Regions from separate parts of the Mus musculus genome. Here regions 2, 3, 4, 5 and 6 are each linked to region 1. A link is a contact called in public Hi-C and HiChIP or PLAC-seq data. All regions are on one chromosome and are shown on one strand. The core of a region is the stretch at or near the end of the contact, and the rest is flanking DNA. Distances in the headings are between cores, read along the strand shown. Region 1 holds the start of 4931406H21Rik (RIKEN cDNA 4931406H21 gene). Region 2 has its middle 16 kb from the start of 4931403M11Rik. Region 3 has its middle 21 kb from the start of Gm31775. Region 4 overlaps Gm31775 (a long non-coding RNA gene). Region 5 overlaps Gm32008 (a long non-coding RNA gene). Region 6 has its middle 7.8 kb from the start of Gm41112.

Region 1 (4,097 bases), core at 495-2,994:
GTATGTGCGTCTCGTGGCTGTGGATCGTGCCTGTGTGCATTGTGAGTGTCGAGTGCTATAAGTATCGTGCATGTGTGCATTGTGAGTGTGGAGTGCTATAAGTGTGTTCAAGGCCATCTCCCTGTGTATTCATGCCTGGTATTTCTGGCTGTGTGGGTATGTACATGGTCTGTGTGTGGCTGTATGTCATGCATGTGTACATTGTATTATGTGTGTATTTATGTACATATGTATGTAATGTGTATATGTATGTATATATGTGTGTTTGCATGATCATATATGTTCATGCCTGGTATGTCTGACTGTATGGGTATGTGTGTACAAGGTCTGCATCTCTGTGTGTGTGGCTGTATGTCATGCACATGCACATGTCTGTCTGTCTGTTTGCATACTCGTGTATGCTCATGCCTGGTATGTCTGACTGTTGAGTATGAACACATGTACCTGAGGAGTCCTGTGATGGTGGAGGGGTTTCAGTGCACAGAGACCTATAGGTGTTCACAGATGTGTGTGGGTTCTGGGGGTGGTGTATGACTGTTACGGAATGGCTGAGCAGTGTGTGCACGCGCAACTAGCTGCATCTATGGGCGCCTCTCCCACCCTTCTGCCTTCTGTCTCGCCTGTCAGGAGGCCAGGCTGGGGCCTGAGAAGGCCCTGCAATGAGATCATGTTGTGAGGGGAGATGCTTTGTCAAGAATGCTACCAAAGAGTTGGGCTGTGTGCGTGGTTGTGGCAGTGAGCAGGGTGGTGACGGTGAGCAGGCTCAGGCCTGGGGGCAGCACTGTATGGCACGAAAATGAGAGAGACAGAGACGGAATGCAGAGCTGAGCACAGCCCAGACACTACAGCAAGCCGCCCAGGCAGCCGCCTCCACGTGGGGCCCTCTGATGCCCAGCCCCCAACTCTTTGTTCTGCTGCAGCCTTTAGCCTCTGCGCGCACGGGAGCAGGAGCACGCATGCGCACATGCACTTGCATCCTCATCTTGAGGCTCCTGAGGGGCCGGCTGCACCCTCCCACACCCCCCACCCCTTCCTAGATAGAAGGTCACCTGCCCAGCCCCCAGCACCTGACACATCCCAGGCTCTCCTCCAAGGCTGTAGCAATGCCCATCAGCCCCCTCCACCACCGCATGCCAGCCCAGAGTAACTTGGCAGGCTGTACTGTAATGTCAGCCTCTTGGGCGCTCACTCAGTGGTTCAGCCTTCTGTTCAGCCTACATGGGAGCGAGAAACCAGGCAGTCGCCATGTCCGAGGGTCCCCAAGAGTTGCCTGCATGCCTCCGCTGGTGTCTATGCTTGAATAGATCTATGTAGCCTCAGCTGACCCTCTGAGCAGCCAGCACATGTTGAAATAGCAGAATAGAGAATGTCAGAGCCCAGAAGGTAAGCAGCCCAGGGACCAAAGGAAAGGAAGATGCGCCCCAAGCTATCCATAATGGGGCTGGGGCACAGGTGGGGGTGCCAGCTGCTTTTTTTTTTTTTTTTGTCTTCTTTTTTCTCCCTGGCATAGCCAATGCTTGGATGCTTGGGTGGTTTAAAGGGACTATTGGTAGAATAGGCACCCAGCTACTGTGGGAGGCATCAAGAATACCCAGGCCATCCTGACAGGCACCAGCAAGCTTTTGGAGAAGGGACCACAGGAGGCAGAGGAATGATTCAAGTGGGGACAGGCAGAGGGTGTTTGCCAATCTTAACACAGCCAGGCTGCCCAGAGCTGGCTGTGGACGTGGGACTGCTGTGTGGTTTTAGGACATGCCTGTTAGTTATGTGCACTTACTTGCTCTTCGTGGAGTAGCACCATCACGCAGATGTTCTGCATCCTTTGAATGGAAACCTTGGGTCTGCATCCCCAAGATGGGTAAAGTCTACTGGGTTCTCTGACCTCTGACCTCTGTTCTAAGCACACCTTCCAGTACAGCAGCCCAGGTCCCAGAACGGGAGTGGAAATAATGTCGCTTGCTGGCTTTAAGTCCCCAGATGCATGCCTGCTCTGTTTCCCTAATGAGTCATGTGCCTGTCAGATGTCAGCTGGTCTTAGTGGAGACACTGAGACATGCCTTGCCTCTCTCTGCCTGTGATCTGTGGAAGAGGCTCTTAAGAGATACTGGGTCTCACTCTAGAGCTCTCAGTTCAGGGATAGGGGCTGGAATGGGGCCTTCTACGGCACTAGTGTGGCAGCCCCGTAGTTAATTTGTCGTGGGGCTGGGATGGGACAAAGGCACCCAAAACCAGTCAGGTCATTTCAACTTCTACCAGCCAGGGCTCTTTACACCAGGGAAGGCCGGTCATATACCAGTGTCCCATTGCTGTGGAAACAAGATTTTTTTTTGCACTCACCGAGCTGCATGGTGACTCTGAGACACCTCCGTGGTGGACAGCACTTCTGGTCTCTCATAGTGTCGTGGCTGCTATCTCTACCTTCACCCTCCCCCATAGCCTTTCTCCACCCTCTCTGCCTCTGCCCACCCCAACAGAGCATTCAGCTGCCTTCCCTTCAGCATGGAGGACAAATAGCCCCATTCAGGGGCACCCGCCAGAGCTGTCTCTCTAAGACAAAGCTGTGTGCAGCTCCCCGTGAAAAACGGCTCTTGGCTGCCCAGCGAGCAGGCAGGATTGGTGGGTGCAGATTGCAGGGGATTTGTTAGTGGCTGCCAGTTCCCCCAGAGATAGCAGGAAGGCAAGGCCTTGTCCTTGAAACACCAGCCTGCCTGGCAGGCTGGGGCACCTTCTCAAGGCCAGGGACAGACTTCCTCCTGGACACCATCCCCACCCCCACCCCCATGTGAACTCTGCAGAGCTGGGCTGTGGGGGAGGGCTTGGCTTCCTTCCTTCTGCCGGGCCTTCGCCCCTCCCAGGCCAGATCCCATGGAAATGGCTCTGGATTTTACTGCCAGCCTGTGGGAACTGACTAACCATCAGATATGTGTTGTGGCCAAAACCTGTGTTCTCTGTGCCATGGGAGAGGTCACTGGGGCTCTGTTGTTAGCACACCCATTTACAGAGGAGGAAATCGAGGCTCTGAGAGGGACAGACAGACTCCAGCCCTATAGTTCTCAGTGCTAGTGACAGAATTTGCTTGAAAGCGAGTCCAGTTTGGGCCCCAGGAAGCTATCCCTCCTCCTGAGTGACCCAGGAAGACTGGGGCAATGACCCTGGTTCCCCCAACTCCCATCTCGCTGAGGGCTGTGCCATGGGCTCCTGTAACCTTGCTCTGCTCTTCAACAAAGAGGACCAGTGGGAGGAAACTTGTGGGCCCAGCATTCCCAGGCTAAGGAACTGGGGGGAGGGCAGTTGGATGATCCCCAGGGTATTAAAACCTCACTTTGGAGAAGAGGCAGAGCTGTGTTAGAAAGCAGGCAGATGTGGGAAGAGCATTGCACTCAGGGAAAGGGCTGAGTTTCTCCATGGCCACAGTGGCCACTAAAAACAAGGGCCATGTGGGAATGCCTGGGATGTCGTCAGGTTAACCTTTTAAAAACACCAACCAGCTTACCAAGGAAGAGCATACCGAATGGCCGTCCAACACTAAGTGGTCAGCCCTCAAAACATCTGTATAAGTAGCACTATATAGACTGAGCAGATTGTTTTTATTTATTTAGGAATGTGTGTGTGAGAGAGTGAGAGAGAGAGACAGAGACAGAGGTAGCAGAGACAGGGAGAAAGCATGTAAGTGTGTGTGTATGCGTGTGTGTGAAAGAGAGAGAGAGTTAGTTAGTTAGTTAGTTAGTTAGTTAGTTAGTTAGTTTTAGAGTTGTCAGGTACAGAAGCTGCCCTTGAGTACACTAGGCACAGAAAATAAGCACTGTCCCAAAATATTGACTTACAAGATCTATCAACTACAAAGGAGGTGGGTGTGTTCCCACCCTTCCCTCTATTCCTTCGGAGCTCATTGGAGTTGTTAGGGGTGTTCAGAACAGAAGCAACTCCTAGGCGGCTCAGCTGTTTCTCTATACAGGCAGCTTGCAATAGTGCCCCAAGAGCCAGAGGGGACAGGCCTCTTCTTGTCAGAAGGCCATTCTTCCTGCCTCTCACAGAATTAGCTCATCTCTCCCCGCCCTACGAGAGAGACTTGTGCAAGGCCAGGGCTGCCTGGGGCT
Region 2 (4,097 bases), core at 1,149-3,648, 980 kb before region 1:
AAGTGATGAGAAGTGGCTGAGGTTTCACTGCATTTTAGAAGTCAACTTTGCTGATGTCTAATCAACATAAAGAGGCCACACCTAAAGTGCATACTTAATGAGTATAATGTATGCATTTATCTATAATGTCACCCCACACCCAAGGTGATGAGCATTTCCACCATACCTTAGTTCTTGGTACCCTCCCACCTGCTCATGCACACCAATCCTTGCTTCCCATTCCCTCTGTGTCCCAGGCAGTCATTGGTCTTATTTCTGCATATATTATATATATTAATATATATGATATATTATAATATATTATATATTCACATATGTATATAATATATAATTCACACACATATGAATTTCTAGAGTTTTGTATGGATTAAATCACAGATCATGAACTTCCCTGTCTCCTTTATTCAGCATTGTCACTGTGGGACTCATGCATCAGTTGTGTCAATGGTTCATGCCATCGTACTTCATGATATGGACACAGCATAGCTAATGAACATATGGGTTGCTTCCAGATGAGAGAGATCACATCTCAAGCTTCCCTGAACTTTTCTTTATGCAGATATCTGCTCTTTAGTCCCTTGGATGATGGCTAGCTATATTTGGCTGAGTCCTATAATAGGGATGGGTTTAGCACCATGATCAGCTGTCCCATGCTGTTTTTCAGGGCAACTAACTTTTTAGCACTTTTTGAGCAGCACATGAGACTCTTCTTCCCTATCTCTTCCCCAACACCTCGAATGGTCAGTCTTTTTATGTTAGTCATTGCAGTAAGTATTCCGGACATATAGTGAGGGCAGAGCCTGTCGGATTTGTTATGGATTGGAGGTGGGATATAAGACAAAGGGAGGAGTTTGGTAGTCAACAAAAACTGATTAGCTGCCCTGGCATTATTCTAGAAGCTGAGTAGAGAGACAGAGTAGACACCCACCATCTCTTGCCTTGGGGGGCTCTACACCTCTCTTATGGCAGACTATAGAAGACAGGAATGGCATTGGGCTCTGGTGGGAGTGGGAATAGAGTGGTGAAGGCTATGAAAGAGGATAGTGGCAATCTTGTTGTGTAAGAGTGCACTGGCTGCTGTCAAAATGGCTTCTAAGTTTATCCCCAGAGATTGACACTGCTGTTTCCTTTGGTCAGAGGAGCTTCTTTTTATGCACCGGGCAGCACTAACTACAAAGACACACAACTGCGTGAAAAGCTGCAAATAAGGATCTGTGTGACACATCTGTATCAACTCCTCTGAGGCTCAAAGAACAGTGCAGAGGACAGGTGGCGAGGAGGAGGGAGCCTGAGCATGAGGCAGGCTACTTGGAACTGTCACAGCCACAGTGGTCAGTGTGCGTGATGTGGGAGAGATTGGGCCATCGGCATTTTGTCATGGAGACAGGAGGGACCCACATGGTCCCACCCCTTCCTGAAGATCTATAGGTAGGCAGTGGTTGCTAAGGAAATCGAGTCGTTTTCTTCAGAGATATAGCCACAAGTAAGGTACCATGGTCCTGTAAGCAATTGGAGCAAAACTTACTGAGTCCAAGTAGAATAGGGAAGGGGGCAGTTGTGGGAAGAGGAAGGTAATCAGCAGAAGTGGGAGGGGAAAGAGAGCATGCGGTGGTGGCAGTTATGATCAAAGACATCATGTATGTGTGAAAATGTCATGATGAAACCCATAATTACATTTAGGTAACATAAACATTAAAAAAATAATTGAACATGACTGGAAAGACTCAGTGATGTTTAACCTTACTGATTATTCTTCCTCTGACCCTGGCTAAATCGCATCGCTGCACCAAGCAGCCTCCATGCCTTTATCTACAAATCGGTAAGGCTAGTTCCTTCAGGTGAACGGGGATATCTAACAACATGTCACCAAATCCAGATGCTTCCTGGCTCAACTGAAGTCAGGACACTGAATTCACTCATCCACTCTCTTCTGTCGAGAGGACCAGGTATCCTCAGAAAGCAACCTACAGCCCAGCCCTATGTTCCACCCTCTCCTCCTGGCCACCAGGTGCAGATTCAACCTGTGGGCCCTGAGCATGCAAGGAGAATTCGAGGCCGGCTGGTAGCTTTATTTTTGGAGCTTCCCCTGAAAGCCAGCTCAGACTCCCCAACTCCATGGGGAGCTGAAGTCTGGGCTATATTTAGGAGACACAGCTGTGACCCACTGTGACTCCTGCACCCCTAGGGTTCAGTCCTCACAGTGCTTGGGGTACACATCACCTTTGCCTACGCTTTATTTCCCCCCTCTGGGTCCTACCCGGTAGCTGTGGGTTCTCTCGCTTCCGTGTGTCTCATGTGCTCTGTGGTGCAAAGCAAGTGGGGGGCACAACCCACCTGCGTTGCTGAAGCCATAGCTGCTGCCTCATCATGGGGGCTCGCAGCTGGGAATGTGACTCCTGTTGTTGCCCTGTGTGTAGCCATAGCAACCATGATGAGCCAGTGCTTTTCCAATCAGCCCCTAACTCAACCTCCTGATGGGTCTGGAACATGACACCCTCAGCGTGATCTCCATATTCTCAGTGAGGAAGCAGGTGCCAAGAAGAGCAGGAGTTTGTCCAAAGGTACAGTAGGTAAGGACATGGACTCAGGTTGTAGATGCTTGTCTTAGTCAGGGTTTTACTGCTATGAGCAGACACCCTGACCAAGTCAAGTCTTATAAAGGACAACATTTAATTGGGGCTGGCTTACAGGTTCAGAAGTTCAGTCCATTATCATCAAGGTGGGAACATGGTAGCATCCAAGCAGGCATGGTGCAGACAGAGCTGAGAGTTCTACATCTTCATCTGAAGGATGCTAGTGGAAGACTGGCTTCCAGGCAGCTAGGATGAAAGTCTTAAAGCCCATGCCCACAGTGACACACCTACTTATATAAGGCCACACCTAGTAAAAGTGCCACTCCCTGGACTCCCTGAGCATATACTAACATCACAATATTAAAATCAGGGTTCCTTTTGGTAGAGTATGGTTATCATGCCAAATGTGCAGTTGTCTGGCCCCTTATTTAGCTTACCCCCTACCTGCAGGAATCCAGCTTCTTAACACAAGACTCAAGTGCTACCTTTCCTGAAAAGCCCTCTCTGGTTTCTCCAGTCATTGGTATTTTACAATGAAGTACAGAATGTGATCGTGTGGAGAGTGGGAGAGAGCAGTTCCAACAGCCACATGTCACCTCCTGCTGTGACTCAGGCTCCCCCAGGGCAGGGATCAGCAACTATCACCACCAGATACCCCTCTCCCATCCCCATCACTTGCTGGGATCACACTAGCACTTCGAAGATGCTTAGCAAATCTCAACTGAGCTGAGTTCTATCCACCACCTCTAATTGGACGGTCCCCAGAGCCTATGCAGTTTGACACAATGTGTGATTGATAGGCCCTTGATCTCTGGCCTGGTAGCTAAGCAACTCAGGCTGTTCATATAACCGGGGGGAGCCTCAATATATTAATTTTTGGCTGTTGGGATAAACATGATTACCAGAAATGACTTACAGAAGGATGAGTTTTTTTCGGCTTCTGGTTCCAGAGAGATAAGAGTCCACCATGGTAAGGAAGCATGTCAGCAAATGGCAGGCATGGTGGGAGGAGCAAAAAGATGAGAGCTTACATCTCTAACCACAAGCGTGAGGAAGAGAGAAAACTGAAGGTGAGCTGGGCTTCAAATTCTCAAAGCCCCTCCCCTTCCAGTGAAATATGCATCCCAGCAAAGCCACACCTCTTAAACCTTCCCAAACAGCACCACCAACCAGGCACTCAGTGATTCAATACCCAAACCTACGGGGAGTGGTTTTCATTCAAACTACCAGCTTGGCTTGTTCATCTGTAATGTGGGAAGAACTGCCTCCTGCTGAAATGTTAGCTGAGGACATTCACTGTCTCCTTGGCTATCTTGCCACATTTTCTAGGCTGTACACCACATCAGCTTATATGTGACTTTACCCCACAGAGAATGCGCCAATTGACATTCATCTTCTCTTCTCCATTTAGAGGTGGTATGGCTTGACTGAGAACACCTCAAGAGGCTGGGAGCACCCTGTGTCTTCTTTCACTGGATGAAGGGAAGAGACACCTTCACCTTCTTTTTGGCAGTGCTGGGGACA
Region 3 (4,097 bases), core at 622-3,121, 940 kb before region 1:
GGTTTTATGCTAGTCAATGACCAATTAGCAGGCTCAGTCCTGACTACTAGACTTCAATTAAATGTTGAAACACTCATATGTGCATCCTGAGATGGTGAGGGGGAGGGGAAGGGAGCCAGTTGAAGACAAGACTATCCCAGTGGGCATCCACTAGTGTTGGAGGACCCTGTGTCTCTAAAGTGTGTGAGTTGGGTAAAGGCACAGCTTTGTCTAAAAATGATCTCTCTGGAGAGACAGAGACCGAGAAACACTTCCAGACAATAAAGGGCTGACCATAGATACTGGAGCAGGCATCTGCATGTGGGCAGAAACTCTCCACCATGATCCCATTTGCTACAGAGGCTGTTCTTACATTGGCAAGGGGCCCTTGTGGTGTGGTTCCAACCTTCTAGGTCCCTTCTGTTTTTGCCTACAGCTGATCTTCTGGTGGCCTCACAGCTCAGCAAGGCTGGTAAAGTTGGAAAGAAGGCAGAATCCTTCTGTAGGAACCTGCAACTTCCTGCTGAGAGATGACCCCATGGGGTGGGGTGGAGTGGGGGTTGGGATTAATTTTTGGTAAAAGAAGTGTCAGCTGAACACACAGTTTTCAAATTGTTGACTATGGTATTAAGTAACAGGCAGACTCTTGTCCAATGGATGTTATTAAAATTAACTGTTTTAGCACTACATTTAGAATCAAAACCAATCTGTCGCTCCTAAATTGGTTTCTTTCAGCTGCTATTTGCGGGTAAAACGAACAGTTTTAACAATTACCTCTCCAGTGCAAATCATAAACCTGATTTACAGGAAAACACTTAATCTACTGCCCTTGACTGTACCCAGAGCTGCCAATTAGATGGTGGTAAATTTCTCTGAGTGTCAATTTGCTTCCCAGACAGCAGCTCAGACCCAGGGTCTCCATCACCTGTGGGTCCAGAGACCAGGGCTTTGGCTGGGATGTTCCTTTGGAAAAGGTGGGCATTCCATAGCAAACGACTGTCCATCTGGAGTTGGGTTGCTGGGGAGTCCTCTGCTCTAGGCTATTAATTTGAATTGTAAAAACACAAGTGGAATACTAGTATTAACCCACTCAGAGCTAGTTGTTAGAGTGAGAGACTCAGAATGCTTGGATAGGAAGACCCTGAAGATCATGACTTCATGCATCAAACATTGCTTAAGCAGCTATCTCTCCATCCTCTGACAAGATGGGGCCAACCCATGGTTCCTCAGTGAACTCACTAAAAGGAAAGATAGGGGCAAGACAATGTCATTCATGGTTTGATAACTCTGCCTTCATACTCTTTGTGTGTGGTGTGTGTGTGTGTGTGGGGGGGTGAGGGTTGTGTGATACCTTCTTGTGTGCAGTGCACTTGGAGGTTAAAGTCGGGTGTCCTCAATCGTTCTACACCTTAATGTTTCAACTGAGTCCCTTGCTGAACCTAGAGCCTAGCCAGGGTGGCCATGAAGCTCCTGGAATCATGTCTCCTCCCAGTACAGTGATTACAGGTGTGTTCTACTGCACCCAGCATTTTAAGTGGGTTTTGGGGACTTGAACCCAGGTCCTTGTGTTTGCACTTTACCCACTGATATGTCCGAGAGGCGATGATGGTGCTCAGAGCACTGGGGTGGGAAGTTAACAGAGAGAGACTTTACAGGAGTCCTTGTTCTAGTGGGGCCTTGAGGACTACATAGGAGTTTTGCAGGTAGAGAAGGAGAGTAAAGGGTCGCTCGGCAACCAACTTGCAAACTCTAGTCATCAGGGAATTTTAAGCAAGGTGATCCATGACACCAGAAGGTCTCTTTTGAAAAGTTTTGAGTTGGGCTAGCTAATGTACTGCTGAAAACCCTTTCTAAGCTAAGAAAACAAAAGGCCATAGCACTGAGGTGCCTGGTGCCAGTTGGCAGGGACTGTAAATGCCAGGAAGTTCTGAGTTGTAGATTAGAGGACGGTCCCTGGGTATTGTGAGAAGTCAGAAAGCATATGCAAACCATATGCAAATGAGATGCAAGCCAGCACCTGCTGTGGGCTTTGTGTACTCAGGCACTCGGTGCCTCAGGGAGGTAAGCTGGCCGGTCTTTAGAGCTCTGACTAGATGTACCAGACATTAGGTTCTGTGTGAGAAAGAAAAGTGCATCAAGACTTCTCTGGGAGAGAAAAAAGTCCCAGGTTGTAAACTCCAGAAGGGAGGGATGAAGCCCAAGGAGTTGCAGAAGCTTGGAGGCCTCGCTGGCTGAGTGTGTCCCGGTGACAGTCAGGATGCTTATGCCTCTGCCCAGATCTGAGCAGTCTCTGGCTGAAAGGATTCCCCAGAACTAAGGCTGAGTATACAGGGGGTTGTGCTTTCCTTGATCTGCCGTCTTCTGGATCAGCCTCCCTCTGTGAGTCAGAGCTGGTTTGACCCAGTGTTGGTGGTGTATTATCCTGGACCCCTCTCAGGGGACTCAGTGGTTACCTTTGGCCCTGCCTACCTTGAAGATGTACCCAGCAGTTGTGGACTGAGGCTCACTGGACTCCTGCGAGTAGAAAGCAAACACGGGGCACAGGAGAAAGGCAGTTTTACACTCAGATCTCTCTCTACTTAGGACTTGCATCAAGAAGCAAGAGGCCATGGTGGGGAGATAGCTCAGTGACTAAAGTGCTTGCTGCATAAGCATGAGGACCCAAGTTCAAATCCCCAGCACATATGGAACAAGATGGGCGCGTAGCATGTGCCTGTAATCTCAGGACTAGGAGCTGAGACAGAAGGTCCTGGGGACTCTGCTCAGTCAGTTTAGCTGAAGCAGCAAGCTTCTGAATTGTGAAAGGAAGTTATACAAAACTGACTTCTAGTCCCCGGCACACACATGCTCATGAGTGTGTGCAGCATACGACAGCCCCCGTCCAGTGACACAGAAGGATGAGGACCCTCCCCTAGGGGACAAGCATGGCTGCCTTCAGGTAGTTTCCAAAATTACTGCCTAGTTGGCTGTATGGTCTTGGACAGATTTCCTCTTTGGCAATAAATCTGTGCCTGAGAAGTTGACCAGATGTTCAAAGGGGATCTTCTCCCGTTGAGGAGAGCGTCTGATCTAGTTGGTAGGCATTTGCATACCTGCTAAGACCTGCATGGCTTTGGACTTGACCTGACTGCGGCAGGGAATGACCTGACAGGGAATGGAGATATGGCACATATAGGTCACCTAAAGCTGGGATTAGGTGGGCTATGCACTCTGATGGAGACACACCAGCAGCCCTGAAGCTCATCACATTTATGGTATTCAACACAAACAGGCTGGGTAGTAGGGGTGGGGGTGTCTCTGTTCTACTCTGAGGCTGAGGTCATCTTGAATATATTGGCATCTTTGACATGACTGTGCTCATGACAACAGTACACATTCATTCAGGACTTCATCATCTCCGCCCCCCCCCCACCTGCCCCTTCCCTAGACTAGAGAGAAAGAGAGAGAGAGACAGAGACAGAGAGAGACAGAGAGAGAGAGAGAAAGAGAGAGAGAGAGAGAGAGAGAGAGAGAGAGAGAGAGAGAGAGAGAGAGAATCTGAAGGGACAGGAGCTTAAAAACAATCAGTTTGGAGGGCTGAAATAGGAGATTCCAGGCCCAGGCTGGCACGATGGCCCCAGGTCTCTGTACAGAGTAGCTCAAGAAGGGAGGATAGACAGGGCTGGCCAGGCTTGCACCATATATTGGTTTGTGGAACAGTGGGAAGGGGCCTCTGCATGTCTACTACACCCCTGAATTCCACCTTGGTCTCTGCATCTTCTCCAGGCAGCAGACTGCAGGCAGCAAGAGCAGGCAGCAGGCAGTAGTCCTGGCTCTCCTCAGACCCTCTTCCTGCTGGCTTCTATGGTATTTGTCTCTGTGCATGTGGGTGTCTCTCTTAGTCTTTCTCCTCTTTTCAGTCTCTCTTCACACCAGATCTCAACCCCAGCTATTTACTGTCTGGGTCTGGAAACTGATTTCCCCACCTTTTCTTTGCTATCTCCTCACCTTCTTCATTCAGATCCTAGGTTTTGGGTCCTTTGGGGGAAATTAAGGGAGAGTCTCAGTCCACTTAGGATAGAAGGGCAGAAGAGGAGGGGGATCAGGAAAAGCCAGCCTTCAGCAGGTGGCACTGTTGG
Region 4 (4,097 bases), core at 706-3,205, 850 kb before region 1:
GACTGAGCAACTAGTAGATTCTTGGACTTCCCATTCACAGCTGATCATTGTTGGGGAGTTGAACTACATACTATAAGTCATCATAACAAATTCCCTTGCTATATATAGACTATCTATAAGTTCTGTGACTCTAGAGAACCCTGACTAATACAGACCTCCTAAGGGGTCATGGCACACAGGTTGAGAACCATTGCTTGGAGCTTCTGCTATGTAGCAAATCTGTTTTTCACAGATGGCCAAAGGACACAGAATTAGAAACTACCAACACACGGGTGGTAGGACTTCACAAGCTGCTGCCGATCCATACATCTTTCCACATTGCCACCCTCTGACTGGAGGAAAGGGTGGTTACTCTGCAGACCACAAACACAGCTCAGAGAATTTTCCTCCAAGCTTTTATATACTCATATTGGGAAACGAACTGAGATGAAGTCCTATCCACAACCTCTCTAGGACTAATTTTGGAATCTGGATTTCATGTAGGAATCCTGGGTCCTGGTATGTTTGAATCAATTTTAACAGAGGCTCTAGGAAGATTGTCCTGGGAGTGAAAAGTAGGTAATACTGCTGTGATGACAATCAAATTCTAATGTCTTGGAGCAAGCAAGATGGCTCGTTGGGTAAAGGTACTTGCTGCCAAGACTTATGACCTGAGTTGACCATGATGGAAGGAGAGAACTACTTTTCTAATATTGTCCTCTGACCTCCACACACATACTCTGGCATGTACACCCACCCCTACCCACACCCCACCCTGACACATATCATCACCTCCCATACAAAATAGTTGCAATTAAAAATTTAAAAATATTCAACCTGAGTCTTGGAGAGAACAAACCATGTTCTAGGCCATGTCCCAGGGACACACAGCTGGCCTCCTCGACAAACTTTGACTTCTAATTGTTAGTCCTCCTTGGCCCTGCTGAAGGCTAATGTTCCTATCCATTCTCCTGTCTGGCCCTGTCCTGTCCTGTCCCCCTCCCTCTGAGGCTGGTGGCTGGCTCTCAAGTTATACCTGAATCTGTTCTCTGTTCTATTCAAACTCTTCCCAGTCTGGCCATCTGAGCTCTATAATAGCACCCTATGAACAAAGCTATGCAAATAAAGAGACGTGGGCTCTTGGGGTGAAGTTTCTCCTGCTCTCCAAGACACTCTCTTCCTTCTGGTAAATCTCCCTTATTGGAAAGATATAGAATGTTGTTTACTTCTTGACACGAGGAAGAAAACAGAATGAAATGTCTCCAAGGGGCCAGGGATTGTACAGCTCACCTTATCTGACCCTTGGAGGAAGAATGCCTGCATCTACCTTACAGAAAAGGAACTGAGGTTATAGAGTTCACAGAACTTATGCTAAGTCAGGCCGAAGACTCAAGTCCACAGACATGACACTATCATCCTCTCTGTGTGGGTACCCTGCTTTGGGTATGTAGCTGTGTTCCTATGGCAAGGATGTGAACAGATCTGATCTGAAGACCACTGTTTTCCTTCCAGCCTCTGTCCATTGCAGACATAGTACACAGATTTTGGAGGCTGTAAAGTTGGGTTTGCCCAGAAACACACCAGAGAGGCAGGTATGCAGGCAGCCTAAGATGGACCAGAAGGGTAAGGCTTTCGTCTGGACTAGAAGGGTAAGGCCTCCTTTGCTTCTTTTTTCTTCTCCCCTTGGCTCAAAGAAGTATGGCTTGGGTTTTGCAAAGCCAAGCTGAGGACTTTTGCCAGCCTTCAGGCTGCTTAGCCCCATTCAGATGCATCAAACTCACAGAACATCTCTCCCCAGCTGCAGGCTTATGGAATAGGAAAACCACTCATTTCCCTTCGAGAGAGAGAGGGAGAGGGGCGCCCAAAGCAGATATTTCAATATATTCCAATTTAGCCAAGGGAAGCCAGAACATGGATGTTGTTGCCAAGGAAACCACCTCCTTCCTCCCAGTGTGCTGTGCATACGTGTATCACTCCATCTCTTGGCTCTCCAAGGTAATATCATAGCCCTGTGCTTGGGGGAGGGTTTTTAAAAAGGCATATAAAACCTCTTAGCATTGAGAAGATTCATTAAATGACCTCACTCCAGAGAAGCTTAAATTATTCTTTTTAGAGCTTTTTATGCTAGAGACAGGGAAATGGCTGAGTCAGTCCTATCTCTTGTAATCCCAGCTCAGTGTGGGTGGAAAGGATTTTTCAGAAACAAACAAATCAGTGTAGGGAAGTGCACACACACACACGTGTGTGTGTGTGTGTGTGTGTGTGTGTGTGTGTGTGATAATAAGAAAGCTGATTTATAGCTTCAATGTCACCAGCTAATTCATCCGAGAAGATCTGCTAAGACCACCTTGATCCACAGCCCTCCTGGGTGGGAGAATACACTTCACGGAGCTGGCCTCAAAGCTGAGAGAGGGGGCAGCTTTGCAAGGCCACCTGTCAAAGAATCCAAGAACTGCATGGGGATTTCTGTTGTTCAATCTACCGAGCCTTGGGCTTTTATTTTATTTTATTTTGTCCCTGGCTGGTGTCTGGTCTGAATCTCCTCTCACCTTCTCAGTCATGCCTGCCCTGTGGTCTGTGGTCTGCTGTTAACGTTACTCCAACACCACCACCACCACCAGGCCAACCCAACGCCAACTCCATTCTCCCCTCTCATCACAGAGCTCCGAAGCTGCTCAGCATCCTTTCTGCCCTTCCGAGCTTCTGGTGCTGGGACAACCCCTGCCCACTGGACATATAGATAAATATTGGGGTTCCTCTTTCAGTTAGTGACATAAGCTTAGGATTTTGTTTTACATGTGAGAGAGGGTCCTGGGGGCAATTTTGGATGTGATAGCATAGAAGATGAACATTTGCATCTGGAGGGCCTCAGAGACCCAGATGTTGCCACCCAGGACACCCCTACAGCTCGTAGTTATTCACCCCTAAACCCAACAGTGTCAAAGCTGAGAGACACTGGCTTCTTCCCATCCACTTTGTTCACTCGTTTAAAAAATGACTTATTTTATTTCATGTGTATGCATGTGTGTCTGGTTGCATGTATGCGTGTTACATGCAAGCAGGTGTCTGTGGAGGTCAGGAGAGGGTGTTGGATCCCCTGGAGCTGGAGTTACAGGAGGTTGTGAGCCACTGATGTATGGGCTGGGAACCAAGCCTGGGTCCTTGGCAAAGGCAAGCAAGTGTTCTCAACTGTTCTCCCTTCTCTCAGTCTACTTACGCTGCACCAGCCTGTCAGCCCACGTCTAGAGACAAAAACTGAACAAGATGGATACCATTTTGCCGTTTTCTCGTTAGAGCCCATAATTAGGACTGGGACAGTCATCTGTTTTGGTCCTGGCTGGCCCAGTGCTGAGATCTTCTTACAGCTTATGGTGACTCATCCTAGCTCGTGGGTGGAGTAAGGGCCCTTTGCAGCCACCCTTCCAAGCCTGGCTACAGGACTTGGTGTGGATACCCCATGGCTTCCTCCCTGTGTAAGGCACAGGCCCTCTTAGTGTAATGCTTTGCTGCAACAGCAAGCAATCTGAGACGATGAAAACAATCCGGGGTATCCTGCACAGCTCCAACCTCCACTTTTCCTCTTCTGGGGGGATTCTAAGGTAGCACTGTCATGAACGGCTCACTTTCTAGGTGGTCTTGGCAACCCTCACCTCCCAGATTCTGGCTTCCAGCCACTTCTTTATAGCATGACTCCATGAAGTTGTTCAAGGTTTGGAACATGGACTTTCAAACCAGATGACCCAAAGCACTTATTTACTGTGTGACCTTGGACAGCTTACATCACTTTTCTGAGCCTCAAGTTCCTCTCTTGTAAAATGGGCCTAATAGTAACACTACCCATCTCGCACAGTCAATGTGAGATTGAATGTGCTGTTTCCTGTGGCATTCTTGGTCCACCAGGAAGTTCCAGGGAAGTTTTCCTGTCATTATTTTTGTTATTGTTTCCACTGCCTGTTGGCCCAAGAGATGCAAACAAAGCAGGCTCTTCAGGCCCCCTGTGTCTCTTGCAGGCCATCTATTTGTGTTGGTGGAACTCAGCCACACCTAAGTGCTAGGGATCTTCTTGCTGAGAGCCACTGAGGTTGTTGGATGTGTTGGAAGGTTTCACAGGTTGAAGG
Region 5 (4,097 bases), core at 441-2,940, 760 kb before region 1:
CCATAAGTGATTGACATTCCTGAAGACCTGTATCTCTATCCCAAACCATGTCATATCCACATATCCTAGGTAGACATTCATTTGGGGGAGTATTAGTGACTGAATGTTTCATATATTAAGATTCATACATTGAAGCCTCAATACCTAGTGAGATCATAATTGAATATGGGGCTTTCATAAGGTAAATTTGGGTTAGGTAAGGTCTCAGGGGAGACCTCTGGATGGACTGGTAATTTCATAACAAAAGGTTATACAAAGAAGCGTTCCTGTGACTACACAGCACACAGCCTGAGACAAGTATATTAGCCTGGGAACAAAGTCTACTCAGCATCACCTTGATGTTAGATTTCTGGTCACTGGCATTGCGGGAAATAAATCACATTCTTGAAATACAATCTATGGTTGTGTTTTGATAGCAGACTACACTAAATAGTAGGGACCTCTGTTCAACCACTGGTACAGAGAAGCCAGCAGCAGAAGAGACCAAAGGTTTTACCCCTTCCCCAAGGCCTCAAAAGGGTTCTTCATTTTTTAGCAGGCAAGGTGTTTCCCTCGGGATGGGCTCTCATATAGCCCAGGCTGATCTCAACCATGAAATGTAGACAAGGCTGATACTGAAACTCCCAGTCTTCCTTCCTCTATCTTCCCATTGGTATGATAACAGGCACTTACCATCATGCCCTATTGGTATGGATTTCTCTTGTGGGTTCCAGCTGGTTTTACTGATCTGGGAATCGGGTGATATGTCAGAATCTCTTTGAGTCTTGGGATTCCCCAGTAGCTCTTGGACCGTGCTCACTGTATTCCATCTACCAGTGGTGAACTCGGAACCATCAGGCAAAGTTATAGCAGTGGACGGCATCTATCTGCATTCATGGAGCCTGAGCCTCAGCAGACTTTGACTTCTGACCTCTGCAGGGAAAAACCAGGCCTGTGGAAAAGGCTGATCTATGCTGTAGTTATCTGTCTCCCAGGATTAGAGGGCCAAGACAGAGGAGGTAGTTGTAAATCATCTAGAGTATAGTAAGTCAGAAGGTCCTTCCAGACCTTTCCATTCCTTTGGCAAGACTGAATGCAAAGAGAGCCCCGTTTCATGCTGAGGATGGGAGGGGATGACTTCTAAGAGCTAGGGGCCTTGCCACTTAAGCAAAAGACAACCCCTGCCCCTCCTCCCCACAATCCAGCTCCCCGCCCCCAGCCCCGGCCTCCCCTGGCATCTATAATTCCGTTTGTTGTGCTCGCAAACACCGTGTTGGAAGATTTCATGCTAATGAAAGGGTTTCTTGATTAGGTTACACTGTTACTGTAAATGTTCCCTCATTATCTATGTTATGGTAGGAATTTGAAAAAGTATAAATTGAGCGTCTTGCATAATTTATAAAACTTGAATGTTTCCTAATTAGTTCGGTTAGGTTAATGATGGTGCCTGGCGTCACTTCTTCCTGGTCTCTGCTAATGACCTTTCCCCTCGTCTTGCTGTCTTTCCCTCCCCACCACCAGCCCCTCCCCCATGTCCCCAACCACCAGCTTCCAGAGTGGCCTCCTCCATCAGGTGGGAGGAAGCAATGCCTTTGCAAAAATATGAATAGCTCCTTTTTCTCTCTCTCTTTCTCTTTCTGCATCTGCCACCCCGCCTCCAGGCCAAGAGGCAGCCTGCTTGAGGTCGGCCAGCTAGAAATCTGGTGCAGGCCAATCCCCCAAGAATGCCTGCCGTGAAGTGCATTCCGTTAGCTTTTGCTTAGAGACTGGCCTCTATTAACAGCCTGAGAAGGGAAAATGCTGGAGGAGGTGGGGGAGGGAGAAAAAAAAACCCTCTCCAAAGGGTTCTAAAATAACATTTGCATCCCCAAGTAATTCCCAGCTCTCCCTGGCAACCATTCATTTCTTCCAAACAGCAGAAATTTGCAATATGAAAGTGGATTGGCTTCTCCCTCCCTTGGGGCCCCTGTATCTCTTCATCCAGCGCCTTGGGTAAAAAGCAATGCATACGTTTACAATATAAATGTGATTTAATCGACCTCCCTGTCAGGGAGAAATGGCAAGCATATCAAACAAGACCAAGATGTTAGAAAGAAAAATCATAAATTATTCCTGTGACGAGTTTCTGAGCCGCCTCCTGGACTACTAGATGATGCTATATAAGGCTCTTCCTTGAAACGATAATTAAGATAATTCTGTATGACAAGGAGAAAAATGTCCAGCTTTGTATGAAATGTGCTTCGTGTTAGCAAGCTGAATGCTTGGTATTGATTACTCTCTCTGCACCCTCCCCACAACCCCACCGCCTGAGATCCAAGGCTAAAATTAATTGAACGATGAAACATCTCATCTCTTGAATCCTTATTTACCGAACATGCTTCCTAGAAGCCATGCAAAGTGGGCTGGCCTCTAATTCTCTAAATTGATCTCTTCCTTTGGCGGTGTCTGGGAGACCACGCACATGTGTACAAATGCACGCACGCGCACAACCCCCCCTCCTCTGAGTGCCCATTGTTCTCTCTGGAAGGCACCACATTCCCCAAGGAGGCAGGTTTGATGGACATATCAGTACAGCAGAGTCCTAACTCTTCTGTTAGGAGAGCACCATGGGGCTCTCCTACAAAAATGTGCCCAGTGCCTGAGGTCTCTAACGGAGACAGCTGCAAATAGGACCTATATTACTCTCTCTGGCCCTTGCAATCTACAAAACTACATCTGGCTCCTGTCTAGCCTAGCATTGATCCTCCCCTCCCCCTCCCCAAACCCTCCAGTGTGTAGTAGGGGCCAAGAGAAGCCACAGTTTCTCCTCTCCCATTCTGTCTGCTGTATCCTAGGCAGTCATTTCCTCCTGTGACAGGCACCAGGCAATTCTGGGCTGAGAGAAATGCTTTATGGGCTCGGCTCTGCTGGCTTTCCAGGGCTCTATTTCATCCTGACTGCAGTGCTGCCGCAGTGGTGCTGGGCCTCAGCTAGTTAATCCACTATGGGTGTCTGCTGCAGAGCTCTTGTGTCTCCAGTCTGGGAAGATAGCAGGGGCTGATGGCAAGGGCCAGACAGCAACCAGGCTGGGGCTAGAATGAATTCAGCATTCCCAGGCTTGCTGGAGTATTTGGATAGGACCCCTTCCTTCCCTGTTTCTTCTCCAAAGAAGTGGTGGTGTTAAGTAGATGTGCCAGTGATAAGTTTGGCACATTTTGTCACACAATCAATTTTTTTTTAAACCAGAGGCGCTTAGGCAATTGTGAGATAAATAAATGGCTCTTAGGGTTGCCAATCTTGTTTGTGACAACTCAGAACCTTGCCCCAAGAGAGTCATCCTTCCAGAATGACGACAAAGGAGAGCTCTTCTCCACAGCATGGAATGCAAAGGGGGGTGTGTGGTCTCACTGAGTCTCAAAAAACTGTCTTTTGGGGACAGGGTATGCAGGTACTTTTGGATCCCTGTCCGTGTCACCTCTAGGGGACATGGGAACACCACAGGGCTGTAGTTAGAGGTCATGGAGGCAGACTGTGATAACTAAATTATTCGGAGGGGGGTGCTGAGTGGGGGAGTAGACAATGTTGATTCTACTGCTTAGCACCTAGTACTACCTAATGAGCTCAGATTCAACACAGGGGTGGACTAGGGGGGGTGAGTCAAGGAGACATAGGCAGCCACCTGGGTGCCGGATCTGTGATTCATAAGCTAAACTGACCCTTAATTAGCTAATCATTGTAACTCAAGGAAGGAAACTCCTCCTCAAGGACAGGGACTCTGCAATATCTCGTCCACCCCTTCAGGGAGTAAAGAGTAGAGACAGCCCAATTCCACCGGCCCAGGAATATGGAGGGGAGCCGGTTAGTCTACAGTGCTGCGAGGCTATGCCAGTGACATGATAACCTCAGTGACATGCAGGAGCTCTGTGCATCCAGATTCCTCCCGCTTTCCCTTCTTGGGCTGGTATGGCACTCTGAAGACTTGGGTCTCACTTTTTTGTGTGTATGGAGACGGGGGTCTTGCCATATAGACTAGGCTAGTTGTAATTCATGGCACTCCTTCTGCCCTAGCATCTCTGGTGTGAGTGCTAGGATCAAAGACATGAGCCAATGCACTGGGCTTGGGTCTCATCCTTTCTGGG
Region 6 (4,097 bases), core at 408-2,907, 540 kb before region 1:
TGTCCAAGTTCAGTTCAGATATCAGTCAGCAAGACCGTTTTTAACTTTTTAAATTTTTGTTAGATTTACTGACTGCTTGCATAAGAATTTGCCTACACACATGTCTGTGTACCACGCACATGCCTGGTACCTGAGGAGATCAGAGAGAGTGTCAGATCCCCTGGAAGCATAGTTAGATATGGTTGGAAAGCACCACGTGGGTCCTGTGTAAGAGCAGCAAATGCTCTCAAGCACTGAGTCACATCTCCAGCCCCTGCAAGGCCTGTCTGCATTTGTGTAGTGAAACCTCCACCAAGCCAGGGAGTTGGAGTCTTCCTGGCTGCCTTGCCTCCTTGTCTGCAAGAACATGGAGGGTGAGGACTGTGGCTTGCCCCCTACTGCTTGTCCCAAGACTTGTCTCACAGTGAGTTGTGGGAAAGAATCGGGGTCATCCCCAGCTTCAGAGTCTTCCCAGTCAACCCCACCTGCCTTTGTCATCCACTCGTGGGATGACAGAAAGGTTATTTCATGTGCCATCAGATGGAAATAGCTATATCTCAGGGCATGCGGTGGTGTCCCCAAATCGCAGGGCTCAGGGATGGTGAAGCTTTCGGCTTGATTCTGAGCCTCAACTGTCCACAGTCCAGCTCAGGAAGAGTCAAGGCTCTCAGGCTACAATATACATATATACAGACATCACACACCTCTCTCTCTCTCTCTCTCTCTCTCTCTCTCTCTCTCTCTCTCTCTCTCTCTCACACACACACACACACACACACACACACACACACACATGTATGCACACGAGCATGGAGTGGGGTACTGTGGCCGAGGGTAGTTTATCCCATGAATTTCAGAAATATCTCCTGGTTCAAAGTGTCTCTAAGTGTTAACTCTGTGTCATGTATTTGGGGCAGAGGGCAGACAGAGAGTAGCAGGAAGGTGAACAGATTCTAGGCGTGGTAGTTCTCAAGGTTAGCATATATACCTAGACCACCTATCTTCAGGCCATCATCAAAGCAGACTCCATGACCCTGAGTGGCAGGTTGTCAAGACTTCTGGGAGTTGCTGTGCTAGCCAAGGAGCGATAGAACTCAGGAAACATCTGGGGAGAAGCTAGAGGCAGGAAGGGCAGCACTTGCTCCGGGAGCCGTGTTTTAAGAAGGCAGGAGGGGGAAAGATGGCAGCTGAGAGATTGGTGCCAGTCCAGTCCCTGTCAGCCTAGGGGCAAACATTGCCAACACACTGTCTCTGGAGCAACATATGTCCCCAAGCCCAACCAACCCCATGCCTGAGAGTAGAAACGCCTCTCAGGTGCCCTGGACTCTTTTCTTGGTTTTGGAATGTGCTGGGCCACCCCTAAGGCTCACTTTCCAGCTCCTGTGCTCTACTGAGAGTTCACAACCATGTCAGACATCGTCAGGGGATTCTGGCGCGACACCCCAACTCGTAACACCACAGCAGGGCAAGAGCTGGCTCTGCAAGGCCATGACTGGGAAAATCATCACCCAAGGTGGGGCAGGATAGGCTGCAAACTCCCCCCCCCCTCCAGGTTCCTCTGCTCCATCCTCTGCCGTGACCCATAAATTCACCAAGATGAAGTCATTCCCCAGCCGTGGCTGTAAAAAGTCAGCTGCATAGCTGCAGAGTTTGCAGCCGAGTCAGATTATAAAATAAAACCAGAGATTCTGGAGAGCGGAGGGTCAAGCCAGCCAGCCCTGAGGGGAGGGGAGATGGCTGTTCTGTTGTTTTTAACAAGCACCAGAAGGTTTCAGCTTTGTAAGATTCCTCACCCTGCTCCCCCACCTTCCCACAACTCCTTTTAAAGTAGAGGATCGTGCAACTTCAGGGCTTCTTCAGTGTTACAAAAATAAAACCAAAATACAAACTTAAAAAAGAAAAAAACAACAACAGTCTGTAAGTTCTCTTTCCTGCTGTGTTTGAAGCAGACCTCAGACCCTATTCTTCTGAAGTTTCCTGAAATTTGACCAGAATCTGGGAACTCAGAGAAGTCACAGACCCTGCCTCTTTCATTCCCTGAAGCCGGAGTGAGAGCCAGAGCCAGGAAGCTGGAGTGGCCCAGGAGCTGAGCATGCCACCTGCCCAACTCCAGTGGGACAGCTTTCTGATCTACATAGCAGGTTCTTGCCAGTTGCCTCTGGTCCCTCCAGGTCAGCCTTCACCACTTTCTCCATCTGAGTACATCCCTCATGCAGACACTAGGGGATGGTCTGGGAACAGAGCAATTGACAACGCAGACAAAGGCACTTGCCTCTGCTTTCTCTATCTGGGAAGGGCTGAGTAGCCAGAACCTTAAAAAAGTGAGACCACTAATGTCCTTGTCATCCTTCTAGCAAGGACACCCATGAAGGTCAGGCTGAGACCATCTCACATGTGCAATAACCTCTTAGCTCACCAAGTACCCATTTAGTCTTTGTACATCATGAGGAAAGAAATGAGCTGCGTAACAAATGACTCCAAGCACAGAGATCAGAACAACAAGTGTGCATCGTCTCATGGGATCTCTGGATGCACAAAGTCAGGAACGAGGCTGTGGTGCATCTGATGGCCTGACTGAGGCAGGTCCTCCCCTCTCCTCTCCCATGCATGGAGGTTTTTGCAAGGGCCTATTGAGGAGCTTGTTGGACAAAGGGCTCAGTTCCTCTCTAACTGTTGCCCTGAAAGTCCTTCTCTGTGGCTGCACAGACCTCGCTGTAGAAGGTTTCTTTCATCATGAGCAATGAGTGTGCCTAAGATGGACCATATACACTTTTTAATAACATGATCTTTAGTATGGTACTCCTATATAGTTCTGTATTTGGTTTGTTAGAAACAAGTTGCTGGGTCCAGCATACGCTCAAGGGAGAGCATTGTACAGTGGCTGAATACTAGGGGGGGAAGGAGAACTGGGGTCCATTTTGGAGGAGGCTACTTAAAATAGAATCTAAGCGGTGATAACCAAGACTTCAATGTGTATTGAACACCCTCCATGCTCTGAGAGCTGTTTTCAGTGAATTCCATATGAAGTTTTAATTCATACTCACTCCGATTCAGGAGATAGTTTCTCCATCTTACAGACAAAAAGTCTGATCCTCACAAGAGTTACAGAAGTGATTGAAGACTGCCAACCTATAAATAAGTTAAAAAAGCAAACAGTTGGTCCCTTCTAGAGCCTCATACAGTATGATGAAGTTGCCTCTTCTGAAAGGTCATCTAGAGGTCATTTGGCACACTCTCCTTTGCAGAAATGACAAGTGTAAAACCCAGAGACCCCAGATAACTGGCCAAGGTCACACAGTAAATGAGAAGCAGGGGAAAATGGGTCCTTGCATCTCTTAGAGCCCTGGTTCCTGAAGGGAGATGGACGAGAGAAACAGCAGATTTGTAAGGCGGCATCTCACACGAAATGGTGTGTGACATGCAGCTGTGTGGGGTGGGAAGCAGCATGAGTCATGAAGCAGTCAGTGTGGGACATGACGCCCTGAGTTGCGTGAAGCACCGTATGGCACAAAGTGATGAGGGGCGTTCAGCACTGTGTGGCAAGACGCCGTGTGGACCATGAAGCCACGTGGAGCATGACGCCGAGTGAAACTTAAAGCAATGAAGGGTGTGCTGCAGTGTGGGCTGTGAAGTAACATGGGGCATGAACCAGGGTGGGGCATGGAGCATTGCGTGGCAGACCAATGTGCCTAGCTACCTTTCTCCCGACCTGGAAACTCTGGAGAAACTCATCAGCTCTTTGACCATCAGCTGACCATGAAGCTTGAAGCTTCCCTCTACCCAAGCTTAGACATGAAACCCCTGGTGTCTGCTTGTACCTATACTTAATCCATGTCCCTTTTCAGGAATATTTCAGCTTGCCTTGGCTGGAAAAAAATAGGCCCATCACAGACATGAGTGTAATGGACTGGTTTAAGTTTTCCTGGGGGCTTAATAAAAGGTGGTAGTTTGGGTAACAGCTTTGCCATAGGCCCTTCTGTTAATACTTATCTGGCTAATGCATCTTGCAAATGGCCTCATGCAGCTTTGGGGACATTAAGAAGACTTCACAATGTTGTTCTACATATGGTATTTCTGCCTTGGAGTTTTTTTTTTTTTCTTTCCACTTGTATAAATTA

Evidence for each region. Hi-C and Micro-C count contacts between places; a contact is called where the count stands out from the background. HiChIP or PLAC-seq counts read pairs in DNA pulled down with a chosen protein or histone mark.
Region 2: a contact with region 1 is called in an H3K27ac HiChIP or PLAC-seq map of differentiating embryonic stem cells, with 7 times the contacts expected there. The contact joins the enhancer-like site here to the promoter of 4931406H21Rik in region 1. A contact is called at or near these places in 1 of 39 promoter capture datasets (embryonic stem cells) and 4 of 115 datasets of contacts at active chromatin or transcription factors (differentiating embryonic stem cells, embryonic basal ganglia, embryonic midbrain and 1 more).
Region 3: an H3K27ac HiChIP or PLAC-seq map of differentiating embryonic stem cells shows a contact between it and region 1, with 7 times the contacts expected there. The contact joins the enhancer-like site here to the promoter of 4931406H21Rik in region 1. A contact is called at or near these places in 2 of 484 Hi-C or Micro-C datasets (the C10 cell line and cardiomyocytes), 6 of 115 datasets of contacts at active chromatin or transcription factors (differentiating embryonic stem cells, embryonic basal ganglia, embryonic forebrain and 3 more) and 1 of 9 other capture datasets (embryonic tail).
Region 4: an H3K4me3 HiChIP or PLAC-seq map of embryonic basal ganglia shows a contact between it and region 1, with 6 times the contacts expected there. The contact joins the enhancer-like site here to the promoter of 4931406H21Rik in region 1. A contact is called at or near these places in 1 of 39 promoter capture datasets (embryonic stem cells), 4 of 115 datasets of contacts at active chromatin or transcription factors (astrocytes, differentiating embryonic stem cells, embryonic basal ganglia and 1 more) and 1 of 9 other capture datasets (embryonic trunk).
Region 5: an H3K27ac HiChIP or PLAC-seq map of stem cell-derived neural progenitor cells shows a contact between it and region 1, with 4 times the contacts expected there. The contact joins the enhancer-like site here to the promoter of 4931406H21Rik in region 1. A contact is called at or near these places in 1 of 39 promoter capture datasets (embryonic stem cells), 5 of 115 datasets of contacts at active chromatin or transcription factors (VIP interneurons, astrocytes, embryonic basal ganglia and 2 more) and 1 of 9 other capture datasets (embryonic tail).
Region 6: a Hi-C map of uterus shows a contact between it and region 1, with 3 times the contacts expected there. The contact joins the enhancer-like site here to the promoter of 4931406H21Rik in region 1. A contact is called at or near these places in 1 of 39 promoter capture datasets (embryonic stem cells), 2 of 484 Hi-C or Micro-C datasets (regulatory T cells and uterus), 6 of 115 datasets of contacts at active chromatin or transcription factors (T-cell acute lymphoblastic leukemia, astrocytes, differentiating embryonic stem cells and 2 more) and 2 of 9 other capture datasets (embryonic stem cells and embryonic trunk).

The regions. Positions count from the first base shown.
Region 1 is chr14:25,585,060-25,589,156 of GRCm38.p6, forward strand. It overlaps 4931406H21Rik (RIKEN cDNA 4931406H21 gene), which reads left to right and starts at 1,745. Exons shown (of 1, transcript NR_033492.1): 1 at 1,745-4,097. The region is part of intron 6 of Zmiz1 (zinc finger, MIZ-type containing 1); the gene reads left to right. It overlaps Gm32497 (a long non-coding RNA gene), which reads right to left. Exons shown (of 4, transcript XR_003951081.1): 4 at 1-4,097. RefSeq lists an enhancer at 103-3,397.
Region 2 is chr14:24,599,898-24,603,994 of GRCm38.p6, forward strand. No RefSeq gene overlaps it. Among named protein-coding and RNA genes, the nearest start is that of 4931403M11Rik, 16 kb to the right of the region's middle. Within about 2 kb of position 2,399, at least 5 of the 459 cell types and tissues checked have an H3K27ac peak or open chromatin away from gene starts, as enhancers often do. A contact at or near this core is called in differentiating embryonic stem cells, where this site is marked.
Region 3 is chr14:24,642,345-24,646,441 of GRCm38.p6, forward strand. No RefSeq gene overlaps it. Among named protein-coding and RNA genes, the nearest start is that of Gm31775, 21 kb to the right of the region's middle. Within about 2 kb of position 1,872, at least 25 of the 459 cell types and tissues checked have an H3K27ac peak or open chromatin away from gene starts, as enhancers often do. A contact at or near this core is called in differentiating embryonic stem cells, embryonic forebrain, oligodendrocyte precursor cells and 1 more, where this site is marked.
Region 4 is chr14:24,730,191-24,734,287 of GRCm38.p6, forward strand. All of the region lies in intron 1 of Gm31775 (a long non-coding RNA gene), which reads left to right. Among named protein-coding and RNA genes, the nearest start is that of Gm31838, 49 kb to the right of the region's middle. Within about 2 kb of position 1,956, at least 34 of the 459 cell types and tissues checked have an H3K27ac peak or open chromatin away from gene starts, as enhancers often do. A contact at or near this core is called in embryonic basal ganglia, where this site is marked.
Region 5 is chr14:24,824,996-24,829,092 of GRCm38.p6, forward strand. The region is part of intron 2 of Gm32008 (a long non-coding RNA gene); the gene reads left to right. It overlaps Gm31951 (a long non-coding RNA gene), which reads right to left. Exons shown (of 2, transcript XR_383265.1): 2 at 4,069-4,097. Among named protein-coding and RNA genes, the nearest start is that of Gm31951, 3.3 kb to the right of the region's middle. Within about 2 kb of position 1,691, at least 40 of the 459 cell types and tissues checked have an H3K27ac peak or open chromatin away from gene starts, as enhancers often do. A contact at or near this core is called in stem cell-derived neural progenitor cells, where this site is marked.
Region 6 is chr14:25,040,849-25,044,945 of GRCm38.p6, forward strand. No RefSeq gene overlaps it. Among named protein-coding and RNA genes, the nearest start is that of Gm41112, 7.8 kb to the right of the region's middle. Within about 2 kb of position 1,658, at least 27 of the 459 cell types and tissues checked have an H3K27ac peak or open chromatin away from gene starts, as enhancers often do. A contact at or near this core is called in uterus, where this site is marked.